Linked DNA regions of Sus scrofa: all the other regions are linked to region 3. Evidence: chromatin contacts called from public Hi-C and promoter capture Hi-C data. All regions are on one chromosome and are shown on one strand. The core of a region is the stretch at or near the end of the contact, and the rest is flanking DNA. Distances in the headings are between cores, read along the strand shown. Region 1 holds the start of RIPOR2 (protein FAM65B). Region 2 overlaps RIPOR2 (protein FAM65B). Region 3 overlaps RIPOR2 (protein FAM65B).

Region 1 (3,108 bases), core at 578-3,077, 180 kb before region 3:
AATCAGAACAGCTGAGTATTCATATCACCCCAGGAGCTGATTGGCTTTGTGCCTTTGACAAGATATTTATCTGCTGCCTCTGCCGTGAAATGAAAGGGTGGGGCAGTGATATCTGAGGGTCTCCTAGCTCTAAGGCTCTGGAAGATTCGGACTCTATGGTTTCTTAAGGTGAAAGAAGAGAAACTGCCTTCGGCTCATGGAGTCTTTCACCTCATTCTCTTCCACAAGGCTGGGAAGGGTCCAAACCCAATGGCCTTAAGATCACAGAAGAGTGAATTTACTAAAAACTGAATATAATAAGGAAGTATTTCTCCTAGAGGAAGCCACCACAAAGGTTCCACAGATCAGTGCTCTACCATTTTTCTTCTAAATTGAGACTGCTCCATTGGGCTGGCGGAGTCGGCTGGGGAAACAGACCTTGCCCTTTTTCCCGCTACCCTTGCCCTTTTTCCCGCTATGCCGCATAAAAGCAACTCTGCTCCATTGATGTTGGTCAGTCGCAATTTGCATAACAAATTATTTTCAAACTTAAAATAGCCGGGCCCTTAATCACAGAAGAAAACAAGACTCTTCCCTAAGGCCTCACAAAGATTGTAAATTCAGAGGGCTCCTGGGACAGACACAAGTCCCTAAATTAAGCAACTCACACCCAGTGACTCTCATAATTATTCCTGTATCTGTTTCTCTGGGCATCGTCTGGGTCTCTACCTTTTGAATCTTAAACTCAATGCATGGGCATTTTCTCTCCTTTGTGCCCAGGTGGTGAGTGCTTCAAACTGGACCCTGGCTGTCATCAGTGTGATGGCTCTTTCTCTCTTCCAATAAGTCAATCATCAATTCCATTGGTTTAGCATTTCCATTACCAGTCTCCTCTTCTCCACTGTTGTGGGAGTAGTAGCTTGGATATAAGGTTAAGGGATGTGGATTTTATCCTAAGAATAAGTACACGATAGAGGGGATTTGTGTGGTGGTGGTAGATGTTCATACCTGTGTTTTCAGAAGATTACGCTAGCTGTAAAGAGCAAGTGGATTGGGAAGGGGGTGGCAAAAGTGGCATGTGAGGACACCAGTGAGGAGGTTTTCAAGGCGCTCCATGACAGCTGATGGTCATCTGGGCCAGGGTGGTGACTATGGGGTTAACTAGAGGAAAGATCTGGGGGATAACTAGGACATGGTATCCGTCTAGTCAGCTGTTGACTTGAATGTGGGCAGGAGGCCTAGGGCACAAGGAGAACCACCTCCTGTCTGGGGAGCAGTAGGTGGAGATGGGAAATGTCGCAGAAAAGCAGTTTGAGAGGAAGAGGAGGAGGGAGAGGTAGTGATGGGCCTTGTCTGACAGGAAGAGGGCAGATAAAACGTAGGCAGTGCCCTCTCCTCAGCTCATCGCCTCTCTTCATCATCCAACTCAAGATTCTCTGTCTTTATTCCACCAAAAAAACCATCCTCCAAAAGTGTTCTAGATCTAAAAACTCCTGTGAAATCTGATCTCAGCAGCAGTGGAAAGAATACTGTATTGAGGTTTGGGGATGGAGTGGATTAAGACTTGGCTCAGATCTACTAACCTTCTGTGCAAACTCGGATGTGTACCCTAACCTCTCTGAGCTTCGGTTTCACTTTCTCTGAAGTGAGACTTCTAGGTGTGATGTTATCTAAGATAATTCTCTAATACTTGTCACTTCTTTATTATTCAGAAAGTGCCTTTGCCAAGGCTCCATGGGACTTTTTGCAGAAATGGAAAGGTATTGCCAAACTTAAGAAGCACTGAATATGTAGAGTGTAGTTCATAGTTACACTGCAGTATTTTTTTTTTTTTTTTTGGTCTTTTTGCTATTTCTTTGGGCCGCTCCGCAGCATATGGAAGTTCCCAGGCTAGGGGTCGAATCGGAGCTGTAGTCACCGGCCTACACCAGAGCCATAGCAACGCAGGATCCGAGCTGTGTCTGCAACCTACACCACAGCTCACGGCAACGCCGGATCATTAACCCACTGAGCAAGGGCAGGGACCGAACCCGCAACCTCATGGTTCCTAGTCGGATTCGTTAACCACTGCGCCACGACGGGAACTCCCAGTATTTTTTAGTTACTTAGTTTTAAGAGTTAATATAGGTTGTGATGAAACATAGAGCCAGGCTCTCTAAATTCAAATCTCCTATTAGCCAGTGGCTGCTCTGTGAGCCCAGCAAATTATTGAACTTCTCTGTGCCTTAGTTTCACCATATATGCAAAATGGGTACAGTATTATCATGACAGTGATCCGAATTAATATCTGTAAGTACTGTATCTATTAGATAATTGCTATTTAGAGTTATTACTCTTTAGTCTTCACTCCTTTATCTGTAAAATGGGATTACTAATAACTATTTATTAGTAGAAATATGGGGGAAATTAAATAAAATTCCATAGCTACATAGCATGCAACACAAAGCCTATTTCTTGGTAAATAATCAGCGCCGTAGATACACAGTCCAATAGCCACAACTAGGGACTGGCTTTCAATTTTATTCCAGTTTCCAAAGAATAAACTGAACCCTGTATCCTTTTTGAGTGTGTTGGTGACAGAAGAGAAATAAATCAGATGCTATGCTGTCATTTCCTCCTGGTGTTTTATAAGCTTTTATTCTAAAATAATGCCAAGTTTTCCTTAGTGGCTTTCTTTAAAAGGAGCACAATGTGCCTTGGCTTAGCAATTTCCATTCTCTACTGAGTAATTGAAGGTCTGTTTCTCCCCAGGATAGTTTCAAAGTAGAACCAGACATGCTGGTGCTGTTTCTCCAGAATATAACATTTAGCTTCCATTTATTGAAAATGAGTTGAAGGGAAAATGCAGCAAGGATCACATAATTACACTTTTCTCCATATTCTTTTTAACACATTGCTCCTAGCAGAATCTCCGTGTTTCGCCATGAAATTCTGCAACTTATGAAAATTTAATAGCAACCTGAGCCCAGAGAAGAGTGAAAATTGGTATTCTACACTGAACACAAATGAAAATGTTCCTGGGAGAATAAGACTCCACAGACCATTTATTCCAGGCATTTATGAGTGTGTACTTGATTAAAGAAAAATAGAACTTGAAGAGTCAGGAAAGGGAACCATATGGCATGAGCC
Region 2 (3,034 bases), core at 193-2,692, 170 kb before region 3:
ACCTCACGTTCCTGTGGGTAGAGGTGGTTTCCCATATACTATCTCATTGGGGACTCCCAACTACCGTGTAAGTTAGAGGGATCTGTACTATTATCCCCCTTTTTACTTGTGTGGAAACTGAGGCTCAGAGAAAAAGGAATAAGAAGGAAGGTATACTGGGGATGGAACTTGTGCCAGGCACTATATGAGTCATTCTTTTCCTTAGTCCTCAACCCAATCCAATGAGGTTGGTCAATATATCCATTTAGCAGGTGAAGACTTTGAGCCTCAGAGAAGTTAAAGGACCTACTGAAGGCTACGTAGCTACTAAGTGGCAGAACAGAGCCAAGATTCAAAGTCATTTCTGTACAACACCTCTAGAACTGTTATCACCAGGGCTCAGCCTCAAATCAGTGGACTCCCAGTCTAGCAGTTTTTCTAGCTTTCTTTTACTGTCTGTTCAGAAAATCCATCATATCATTGCCTCCCCAAAATCTCAAAATGTGGGCCCAGCTGAAATGCACACAGCTCCAGGAGTCTTCTAAAGGTGGGTTCCCGGTCTGCCAGTGGCTGACAGCAGTCAGAGAGATATTTGGGGTCTGCTGGGATAGTTTCTCCCAGGGCTGTGCTGAATGTACAGGTGTTTGTGAAATACACAGAAGGAAAATGCTAACCAAATGTTAAAATCTTTATGGAGTATCTATCCTCAATCCCCGGATTCTTTCCTGTGCCGGAAGGGGTGGTGAGGACCATTCAGAAAGAAACCTGGATACCCAGCACTCTTGTGCTCAGACTTGGAGCTGGTCTTGATGAGACAGCACCCCCTGCATCTTCCCTAAAAGCAAGTGAAAGCAGAGCTCTCAGCCTCCTCTCCACATCTCAGGGCAGCACTGCCTCAAGGGTCCCAGCCCTGTCTGGTGGTCCCTTGACCAGGGGAACTTGCCTCTTCCCATTTGGTAAGTGGGTTCCCATCCTGGTGGTGGCTTCTGACTGGTGTGTCTCCGCACAGGGTACTGCCAGTGAGCCAAGTTGAAGCTTAGAGCAGAGCAAGGCAAGACCTTAGATCGCACCAGGATGTGGGGACCCACATCCCGGGGCCCTTTTCCTCCTCAGCACAAACTCATTTCAAGGTCACTCCCACACCCACAGGAAGATGCCTCTCTCCATACTGAGAAAGGGCTCCACTCCTAGTGTCTGCCACTTGTAACGAGGCCACCACGAGCTTGGTGACCTGTTTACTGGCAGAGTGGGGACAATGAAAGCTTTCCCTTCTGCACCAAGCAAGGAGAAACAGAAACCACACACAGAACATCTGTATTTGGAGCATGGCCACTGAGCCTCCCCCAGAGGTCATAGACTTTCCTTTTCCGACCTTGGGGATGAGATTGTACTTCACCGTTGCCCTCTCCTCTTCAAAACCCACACAGACCAGGGCCAGTGCTCAACTCTGCTGCATCATGTGCTTCTGCTTTTCTAGGCTCATGGGCAGACCAAGGCCAATGGACTCTCCCCCTCACAATTGTCATCAACATGAAGTAAGACAACACACATATGCAAATATTTTATCAGCCTTCAGAACCATACAGATATCTCTGTTCTTAGTCTAGCAGATTGGAGTGTGCCTTTAAAATTCACTTTGTTTCTATTTTAAAAATATAATTTAGGAGTTTCTGTTGTGGCTCAGTAGTAACCAACCCAGCTAGTATCCATGAGGATGTGGGTTCGATCACTGGTCTTGCTCAGTGGGTTAAGGATCTGGCACTGCTGTAAGCTTCGGTGTAGGTCGCAGATGCAGCTTGGACCTGGCGTTGCTGTGGCTGTGGTATAGGCCGGCAGCTATAGCTCTGATTCAAGACGAGCTTGGGAACTTCCATATGCCGCAGGTGTGGCCCTAAAAAGCAAAAACATATTTGTATATATTTTTTATATTTTTATATTATTACAATTACAATATATTTTATATTATTATTTAATATACTTTATATAATTGTATATTTTCCTGATATATAATTTATACATATTCTGGGCTTACTCTTTTTTTCTTATTATTGTCTTAATATTTGAAAAACTGAACACTTGCCTATAGGAGACTTACAGATCCAAAAAGTGCCATTTGCCTGAATGGTTCCTTTTGGCCTTGCTATGTCAGGACTCGTGGAGTCCCCGGGTGCTAGCCTCTGACCCACATCTCAGCAGCCATGGGACAGAGGGGCACACCTGCCTCTTCTTGCCTTTGCCCCCACTGGAGAACAGGAGCGTGATTCATTTCCTCCAGGCCTTCAGCTTCTTATCTCCAGCCGGTTTCCTTTCAAAGTGAAATGCTGCTCCACACCTCAGGATTATCCTCTGCTTGTTCTCTTTAAAATTATCAGGGTCGTGCATTTAAGACGGCTAGTCTCCATGATACGGCAAAGGGTCACCAATTCAAAGAAATCGCAGAGGAACGTATCTCCTAAATTCATACAAATGATTTCCTTAGAAGTATACACTAATCTTTTAAAAATGGACAGAAAAAAAGAGAGGAAAAATGCACAGCAATTCAAAACAGAGTAGCAAAAGTCATGCCTTTAGAAATTCTGAGGCTTCTTGTTTTTCAGGAGAAACCAGAAGGATTTATAATTAGTGTTGCCATTGTTTACATCCTGACCTTCCAAAGTGCTTTAAAAGATTAATCTCTTCCATCTACCCTTCAGTCCTTTATTTTTCATCTGCTAAGCAAAGGTGAAGTTTGCCTATCTTTATGTGAATTGTCATAAATCTGAAATAGTGAGCCCTCAAGTAATAAAACTCAGCTCTCCTTTCTACCTGTGGTAAAATGCATACCTACATAAATATCTAATAAAACTGCATTTTTAGCCAAATACAACCAATGGGAGCGACTTCTCTCTCTTCCACATGCAATAGCCCTGATTAATCATATAGTACAAGGAAATAAAAAACCTTTTTTGGCAGCATTTTATGCTTTTGTTTACTTTGAGTTTTACCTGTAAGTAGCATTCATTTATAAAACTGTCACACAATCCTTTCCCAAATGCCTCACCTGTGACTCAGAAAA
Region 3 (2,944 bases), core at 289-2,788:
TCCCTGGCCTTGCTTGGTGGGTTAAGGATCCAGTGTTGCCACAAGCTGTGACATAGGTCAAAGACGTGGCTCGGAATCCACATGGGTGAATCCACATTGCTGTGGTTGCGGTGTAGGCTAGCAGCTGCAGCTCCAGTTCAACCCCTAGCCTGAGAACTTCCAGGGGCGGCCACAGAAAGGAAAAAAAAAATCTCTGGTGTAGAAGCAGCCCTAGTTCATGAGACCTCATTTCCGCATGTCTCTGAAATCAAAAGACAATGACAGAGTCTGTGCAGAGTACACAAGCAGAGGACTGACCAGCAGCCTATGCCTCTCCTAGAACATTTGCAGGTCATTTCAGAAATAGCCACCTACCCACAGTCAAATGCCAAGTCATGGCGTTGTATTTGCTCACAAATTCGAAGAGGTAGAGTATAATTGTAGCAAGAGGAAGGGCTGCCCTGGAGAAGAAGGAAGTCCAGGACCTCACTTGACATTTAGGTGGTTTTATATCTTCACATGAGCTCGAAAGCCACAATTTTGTCACAAAGAGGGTTTAGGGCCAGATGGTTCTAGGTGCCTTTGCAAGTGTAGCAGAATCCATCGACAGCTGCCTGGGTGAGACAGAAGAAAATTCTGACCATGGATGTCCTCAACCGCTAAACTAGTTGCCCCCCAAATTTTTCAAAGACACTGCAGTAGTCTTGACATGCTTGATAACATCGTTGATATTTCTAGAAACAGTAATGCACTCCTTCCCAGAGACACCCAATCCTCTGAGGAAGAAAATTTGTTTATAAAACGAAGCCTTTGTTTTCAAAACTTTCCAGCTGCACAGAACTCGACTTTAGGAAGTTTTCCCCAGCTTTGCTAAGCTCTTTGAGGTACTGACATTTCAGAATCAGAACCTCTAGCTTGCAAATCAATCCTGAAGTCCTACCACAAAATCCAAACAGAAGCAGCCCCTGCCTTGCTGACTGAGCTGGCCAGGCCTCTGTTGGAGGGGGCCCCAACCCTCTGCCCACCCCTACCCGTAATGGAGAGAGGAACCTGCAGATGCTGCCCCTGGGGGAAAGGGAGGGGAATTCTGCTTAGAACAGAAGAGGTTGCATCAAAGCTTAAACTGGCCAAGCTGCAGAAGGGGCCCGAGGGGGGCAGTCCCCCGGCCATAGTGCTTTTCCTCTTGATTTCTTTCCTTTTTTTTTTTTTTTTTTTTTTTTTTTTTTTTTTTAGGGCTGCACCTGCAGCAAATGGAAATTCCCAGGCTAGGGGTCAAATCAGAGCTGTAGTTGCTGGCCTACACCACAGCCACAGCAACGCTGGATCCAAGCTGCGTCTTCAACTTACAGCACAGCTCAAGGCAACACCAGATCCTTAACCCACTGAGCAAGGCCAGGGATTAAACCCACATCTTCATGGATACCAGTCGGGTTTGTAACCACTGAACCACGATGGGAACTCCCCTTCCTCTTGATTTCTAACTCGGATTGCTCTGTTTAGATCCTCAGTCACTGAGGAAGTGGGGCGAGGGCAGTTAGACATCTAACCACAGGCGTAGACGGTGTCACTCCTGTGCCTTTAAAGTCCCCTCAACATTAGAGTGAGGAGAGGATGCTTGTCAAACCTGAGAATCATTTGGGGACGTCACGGCATGGCAGCCTCACTCACTTTGAGTAGAATTGAGCTCTTGAGCTCTTTTTGCCCCAAATTTTATTAAAAAAAAATCTCTAACCTATAGAAAAGTCGAGACTAGTATATTGAACCATCATATACCCTTTTTTTTTTTTTTGGTTGCACTCACCATGTGGCACGTGGAAGTTCCCAGGCCAGGGATCGAGCCCACCCCACAGCAGTGACCCAAACCACTACAGTGACAATGCCAGATCCTTAACCCACAGCACCACAAAGGAACTCCTAAACATTATATACCTTTATTTAGACTTACCAGTGGGTCGTATTTTGCCGTATTTCCTTTCCTTCTCTTGTATACACTCATTTTTTAATTTTTTTGCTGAGTCATTTGATACAGTAAATGGTAGCTATCGTGACATTTCACCCCATAAATATTTTAGCACAGACCCCATAATGATAACCTATGCAACATGTGTGTCCCCTGCACAACCACATACCTTTATCTCAACTAAGAAAATTACCAGTCATCCTCTAGAATTATCTGAGAGCCTGTGCCCTTTTAAACTGCCCTTATTTGGCCCAGTGATGTCTTTTACAACAGTTTTAGTTTATTTGCTTTCAAATCAGGACGGAATCAGAGTTAATACATTGCATTTGGTTGTTATGTCACTTTAATCTCTTTTATCTAGAATTTTCCCCCTGAGCATTACCACTGACTTTTTGTAGAATCCAGGCCAGTTCTTTTAGGATCTCCCACATTCCAGATTTATCTGACTGTTTATGGTGTAATTTACCTTGGTCCTCTATGCTCTAAATTTCCTGTGCACAAGAAGTCTTGCTTAGGCTTAGGTTAAGCATTTTGATGCTACATAGGTGGGGCTGTAGCACCACTTATTGCAAACAGGTAAACGCTTCCTGTTCCAGCAGTGGCTGTCCGCTGCTATGACAACACCATGGGCTTTGAAAGAAGCATAACCCTAAGGCCAGTCTCCTGTGCTCTCTTTCTAGAACATGTGTGCCATCGAAGCGGAGCTGGAGAAACAGCTGGGAGAGTTCTCCATCAAGATGAAAGGTATTCTTCCCCCTGCTTTCGAGAGTGAGGCGCATCTCCACAGAACTCCTCACCCTCCCCACTTGGGTCCATTTAGTGATGCTCCAGAACCTTCTCGTCCTGAGACTTGCCTACACACTTAAATATTTACTGGGACAGGATCTCAAACATACACAGACGTGGGGAGAATACTGCAAGGAGTTCCCATGAACCCATCACCTCGATTTAATAATTAGCAAGCTTTTGCTATTTTTACTTCATCTACTTTCTTCTTTTTTCTTT

What was found. Promoter capture Hi-C pulls out the DNA fragments that hold promoters and counts their contacts. A called contact is a pair of places that touch in the nucleus more often than the background predicts.
Region 1: a promoter capture Hi-C map of fetal liver shows a contact between it and region 3, with 3 times the contacts expected there. The contact joins the promoter of RIPOR2 here to the enhancer-like site in region 3. A contact is called at or near these places in 4 of 5 promoter capture datasets (fetal liver, fetal skeletal muscle, liver and 1 more), 7 of 47 Hi-C or Micro-C datasets (adipocytes, blood, embryonic fibroblasts and 3 more) and 1 of 2 datasets of contacts at active chromatin or transcription factors (skeletal muscle).
Region 2: a contact with region 3 is called in a Hi-C map of blood, with 2.1 times the contacts expected there. The contact joins two enhancer-like sites. A contact is called at or near these places in 4 of 5 promoter capture datasets (fetal liver, fetal skeletal muscle, liver and 1 more), 14 of 47 Hi-C or Micro-C datasets (alveolar macrophages, blood, embryonic fibroblasts and 6 more) and 1 of 2 datasets of contacts at active chromatin or transcription factors (skeletal muscle).

The regions. Positions count from the first base shown.
Region 1 is chr7:19,841,064-19,844,171 of Sscrofa11.1, reverse strand. It overlaps RIPOR2 (protein FAM65B), which reads left to right and starts at 1,827. Exons shown (of 22, transcript XR_002345593.1): 1 at 1,827-3,108. The region is part of intron 1 of LOC100515492 (a long non-coding RNA gene); the gene reads right to left.
Region 2 is chr7:19,824,444-19,827,477 of Sscrofa11.1, reverse strand. All of the region lies in intron 1 of RIPOR2 (protein FAM65B), which reads left to right. Among named protein-coding and RNA genes, the nearest start is that of RIPOR2, 16 kb to the left of the region's middle. Within about 2 kb of position 1,442, at least 12 of the 83 cell types and tissues checked have an H3K27ac peak or open chromatin away from gene starts, as enhancers often do.
Region 3 is chr7:19,655,990-19,658,933 of Sscrofa11.1, reverse strand. It overlaps RIPOR2 (protein FAM65B), which reads left to right. Exons shown (of 22, transcript XR_002345593.1): 8 at 2,620-2,683. Among named protein-coding and RNA genes, the nearest start is that of C7H6orf229, 54 kb to the right of the region's middle. Within about 2 kb of position 1,538, at least 4 of the 83 cell types and tissues checked have an H3K27ac peak or open chromatin away from gene starts, as enhancers often do.